2 separate regions of the Drosophila melanogaster genome follow, and region 2 is linked to region 1. Evidence: chromatin contacts called from public Hi-C data. All regions are on one chromosome and are shown on one strand. The core of a region is the stretch at or near the end of the contact, and the rest is flanking DNA. Distances in the headings are between cores, read along the strand shown.

Region 1 (2,700 bases), core at 143-2,642:
ACTTTCTATTAGTATTAAGATCTTTATAAAACAGGAATAATTACACACAGAATTTGACTGCCAAACCAAAACTAAATAAAAGTATTTTCTTAGTTTAATGAATGGTTTAATATGGTTTAAATATAAAGCGGAATGCACCGCCACACTTACCTGTATGCGTCCGCTTGTGGATCTTGAGGTTCTCGCTCCGGGCGAAGACCTTGCCGCAACCCGGGTGCGGGCAGGCGAAAGGTTTCTCGCCGGTGTGGACGCGGATGTGGTTGACCAGCTTGTACTTGGCCTTGAAAGGGCGTCCGTTGCGAGAGCAGCCCACCCAGAAGCAGGCGTGGGTGGTGCACTCGGGTCCGCCCACGTGCTCCACGGTCAGGTGGGTGACGATCTCGTGCATCGAGTGGAATACCTTGTTGCAGGTCTTCCTGCCGCCCGGGGGCACCAGGCCCGGCTGGTCGGGGTCTATCCAGAGGCACTGCATCTCCTGCTTAACGCTGGAGGCGGACGAGGCCGGCTGATGGCGCATGTAGCGCAGGAAGGCCCCTGCTCCGGCCGGGTGCATCGCGGACATGGCGTGGTGGGACGGGTGGTGCACGACCGGGTGGTGCACTGCCGCCGTCGGGAAGTTGCCGTGGTGGTTGTACGGGTGGCCGGCGGCGTAGGCATCCGCCATGCCCATTCGCATCTGATGGTGGTGATGGTGGCTGTGGAAGGGGTGTTGTCCGAACCCGGAGCCCAGCTCCGCGGCCTGAGCGGGAAAGCCGGAGAAGAGCATGGAATCCGCTGCGGCGGAGGCCTGTCCGGCGGATCCTGCCACACCGTACTCGGCCTCCCTCCTGCCCAGCAAAAAGTCCCGGGAGGCATAGCTGTTAAAGTGCCCATATCCGGAGTTCTGATAGGCTGCAGCAGTGGCCGCCGCGGATTCCTGATCCTGTTGCTGTTGCTGCTGCTGTTGTTGCTGTTGTTGCTGCTGCTGTTGGGTCATCTCCAGTTGCTGCTGCTGTTGCTGCTGCGCGTTGCTGTTACTGGCGGTGGTGTTGGGCGACATTCGCAGCCCGTAGCTGGCCAGGTGGTGCTGAGCCGGCTCAATGAAGGCGTTCATCATCATGGTTACAGTGTTATTGCTCGCTTATATGTTTTTAAAATTAATTCAGAAAGAACTGAACTACAAGTTTTCGATTCGCACTTTGCTAGGCCAATGAGCCCATCACGCACTGAGGTCACCTCACTTAGCTGTATATACTGTGCGCTTATTTCGCTCTTAGATATTTCGCATGCGACTTGATACTTATTTACGTAATGCACTCGCGCGCGATGCGTTTCTGGGGCGTTCGAATCGCAGCAAGACTTGACGCTAACCGAATGCCAAGACTTGACGTTTCAAGATGCGCAGCAGGACTGAAATGCTCCTGAAATTCTAACTCGCTGCTGTGTTGCCTCGTGAAAATATCTGCCGACGATCGCATGCGTGCGAATGGGATCGACCTATGCACGACGTAAAATGAATAGAGGGTAACGAAAGCGCGAGTGCGAGCAGGCCAGGCGTATGACCTGCCTGTGGTGAGTTGCGCTTGCCATGGTGTATTCGGCACAAGCCACCACTCTGTCGGATAGGCCTGAGCCATGGGTGCGAGTGCGACAACTCTAAGAAAATGGCCGCCTCCTCGCATGCTCCAGAGTCGGACAGAAGAGCACAGAGGCTGCGCACTCAGTCCAATTGGAACCCACCCGACCATAGCGCCCTCTCGCTCGGCAAACTGGTTTCGCGAAAATTAACACCCACTGCGGTTGGCCATTGGGTGGTGGGCCGACAGCGTGCGGCGTGCGCCTGTGCAGGGGGCCCAAATGCTGATTGGACCGACGGGCAGCCAATTGAAAGCTCGCGGGGATGCATTTTCCAGCCCGCTCCTCATTGTCACGGCGGACGAATAGCCCGCCACTTCGGGTAGCCCAGCTGTCAGCTTATCAAATTAGTTGTTTATTTTATTGATTTTAATGATATTAAGCACATTCCGTGCTCGGACATCGGAGATTTCCAGCCGTTTTGTTTAGGTTGCGCCATAAAGACGTACGAGATTTCATTAGCGCCAAACGCTCTGTTTTTCATTTGCTAATTTATGGAATTTTCAATAAGCAGTAGTCGAATCAATACATAATCTTGTATCAATCGACTTGATTGGATTCTGCTGAGTGTTAAGTGCCCCGGCAAAGTGGCTTTTGGGGCAGACTGTGAAGTGATACTTCGCCTGCATAGGGCAAAAATGTATAAATTTATTTTCATACAAAACATTTGCTTTGTGATAATATGGTATAACACTATGCTGTATGTATATAGTCAGACGCTCTTCTCAAAATATATGATTTTTTCTATTTACAATCCAAAAACTGAGCGATGCAAAAGGAAGGTCGTTAACATCAAAATTGTCTTCGTTTAGTATTCGTGTTTTGAACTAGTCCTCATCTGTAGATAATTTAAGGTTGATATGTAATTGCTGGCAGAGTATTAAAAATTGCTTAAGCTTTTAAAACGATAATAATTAAAATCAAATTGAATTTGGATATATATTGAGTAATCAAATTTTTATTCAAAAACAGTATTTTCTAATCAAATATATTGCCCTGAATTTATCGTTTGAGAAAACAATATTTCCTGGTAAAGTTTAAATGAGAATGAGAGCAAGAAAAGACCATGTGATTCCATGCTAATTA
Region 2 (2,700 bases), core at 98-2,597, 110 kb before region 1:
GGAAAAAACAAATTTTAATTTCAGTGTGGCAACATAAGAATGTTAAAAAAGCCACTGATACTTCTTTAAAGTTTATTATAAAATAATATTATTTACTTTGTCCGATGGTAAGCAAAACATATACTCAATTAGGCGCAGAATGTAATATTTCGTGTCTTCTACTCTTAGAGTAAGTAATTATCTACATGTTAGTTAGTTAGTTAAGCGCTAGTTAAACGCATAAGATATGATTTGTGCGTAAGCGTTCGGCATTTCATTAAACTATAATCGTATATGATTTTTAAGTGGACACTAAAAAGTCAAGTGTATAAGTCAATATAAAACTATGTTTAGACAAATTAGTTATATATTTAACTTCTTATTTGTTCTCGTAATTTGGAGCACTCCCGCACGAATCACGAGGCCCTTCCACCTCCAGTTTACAATTTAAATGCAAAACAGACAATGGTCAATAACCGGAATCGTTCCCAACAGTACACAAAGATCCCCGAAAGGTTTTGAAAGACAATTGCATTTCGTTTGGGGGCAAGTCACCATACCATCAATACCTCAACGCGCTGAGCAAATACACGTTTCTGAATTATTAGGGTTAACACACTCTGTGACTGGCTCAGTGCATGCTTTGTTATGTATGGATGGATGGATGGATGGATGGATGAATGGATGATGAGTGCCCAAAGCAGATTTGCCACCCGCCTCTTGGAAAGCTCGTGGTTCTAATCGCACCGCTTGACCTTTTGGCCACAAGTGGAAGTGCGGCCCACGAAGGGCTGAAAGGCAGCATAACAAAGAAATTCATCGCAATACTGGGCTAATACCGGCTTGTAGAACCGCTAATGATGGCAAGTCGCTCGGATGATTCATGACAGCCTCATTACCAGGCTGCAATCGCGGCTGTGGGAGGTTAGGCTCCGAGTCAGAGACCCTTTACACTTAACCTTCGGGCCTGCGGCCCCGGCAAAATTACTACCCGCAAATGTACACCGAGAAAAATCGTGAGGTAATGTAGTATTAGGTATTGGGCTATATTATCAAAACGGGAATGCAATCTGCGGGTAGTAAGAGCAGGGATATCCCATTTCATCCCATAGGCATAAATACTTACTTAAATCCAACATTTTTGGAAATATCTTTCAGACCTAAACCCAAACTCTAAATGCGTGTTTATATGTTATATGGAACTCAAAGCTTAAGGTCCCAGCCGACGGACTGTCTGCCCCACCGATTTCTGGGGTGTGGCAAGAAGGCCTGTTGTTCGGTTTCCCTTCGCCATCTCTTTCGCTGCATTTTCGCCAGCGCTTTCGAGCTTCTGGCTGGTTAAAATGGCTTGGACCAACGCAGGCCGAGCTCATTCCTCAGCCGAGTCGCGTGAAAGTTGGACGCAAAGTAAGCGCAGAGACGAAGAAAGCAGAAGACAGCAGACAGTCGGATTCTTTATTCAAGAACAAACAGTGAACTGGTTGGGGATTGGCTGTGTGACCCACTTCCAGACCGAGACCGAAGACAGAATTTCGGCCCCAAAGTGAAACCCAATCGCAGCTCGTACTTGGGCGCTTTAAATTCTATCCCGACTTTTTCACTTTCGCTCGTAAAGAGCGCGGGCTGCGTCATCTGGGCGAAATTAGCATATCCATATCCAAAAGCTGCTAATCAATTACGAAACTAGAAAAGTGAAACACAGAGTCCATCTTAGCCAACTTCCGTTTACTTGTACTTTCATGCAGACGAACCCGAAAAATGAGCGGAAAGATGGTCTTCATTGTGCTCGTCGCCGTGTTGGGCTCCACTTTTGCCCAGGAGCAGCGTAAGTAGTGATCAAATACTCGAAGTGTGATAAGTGATACCTATTTGGCTGAGCTTTCTAAGTTACATCACTTGCGACGACGACTTTAACTTTCCAGCCGGTCCTTGGACACGTCCACCGACCAACTTGGCCCAAGTGGCCTATGCATTTGGCAACAGCTAATTGCCCACCCTCAAAAGACGTGCTCCGGCAACAAAGAAAGTCGACTTGCGACGGATCTGGTCGGGTAGGTTCCAGAATGGCAATTGATGGCCACGATAACCTCGGTTAATAGTTCTGGCTTTGCAGTCACTTACCCGGTTCCATAAAGATCCCACTTAATGGGATTGACCTTGATTCAGTACTTTGCCGGCTAGCCTCTAAAAAACTCTACGTTCAAGTGCTCCGATTGTGCCATAATTTCTAAGAAATGCTCTGTACCAATCACAAGAGGTTTCTAACTCACATTGAGGGCACACTGTTTGGGAAACCTTCCCCCGAAACCCGTCATTATTATTAGTTTTCACACATCCCTCCCCACCACAACTTCGATAATTAACCCGGCCATAAACCTGTCGCCGGTTTTGTCCCACCCCATCGCATCCCAGCGATTCATAGTTCAGTCCGAACATGTTCGCAACGATCGTTGTGAGATCGGCAAGATAATTGTGAACTTGAACCCACGTCAACTGACGCATTCACCTGGGACATGGGAATCGCAATTACGGGAGGAAAGCGAATCTTCATTTTCATTGTGAGCCCTGTTGATTAATTCACTGGCCTCCGCCAGACAATGACATCCACGAACATGCAAAACATCACACATACATACACAGACCATTGCATTCGAAATGGACTCATTGTCTCACCACCCTCGAATTGGCCTTTCCAGCCTACTACCTGCAACAGTGCCCACG

The links. A called contact is a pair of places that touch in the nucleus more often than the background predicts.
Region 2: a Hi-C map of the Kc167 cell line shows a contact between it and region 1, with 1.9 times the contacts expected there. The contact joins the promoter of Jhbp2 here to the promoter of opa in region 1. A contact is called at or near these places in 11 of 107 Hi-C or Micro-C datasets (the Clone 8 cell line, the Kc167 cell line, the PNm cell line and 2 more) and 1 of 6 datasets of contacts at active chromatin or transcription factors (the Kc167 cell line).

Annotation. Positions count from the first base shown.
Region 1 is chr3R:4,851,505-4,854,204 of dm6, reverse strand. opa (odd paired) reads right to left here and starts at 1,392. Exons shown (of 3, transcript NM_079504.4): 1 at 151-1,392. The coding sequence starts at 1,099.
Region 2 is chr3R:4,959,998-4,962,697 of dm6, reverse strand. It overlaps Jhbp2 (Juvenile hormone binding protein 2), which reads left to right and starts at 1,347. Exons shown (of 7, transcript NM_141251.3): 1 at 1,347-1,386; 2 at 1,725-1,804; 3 at 2,676-2,700. The coding sequence starts at 1,738.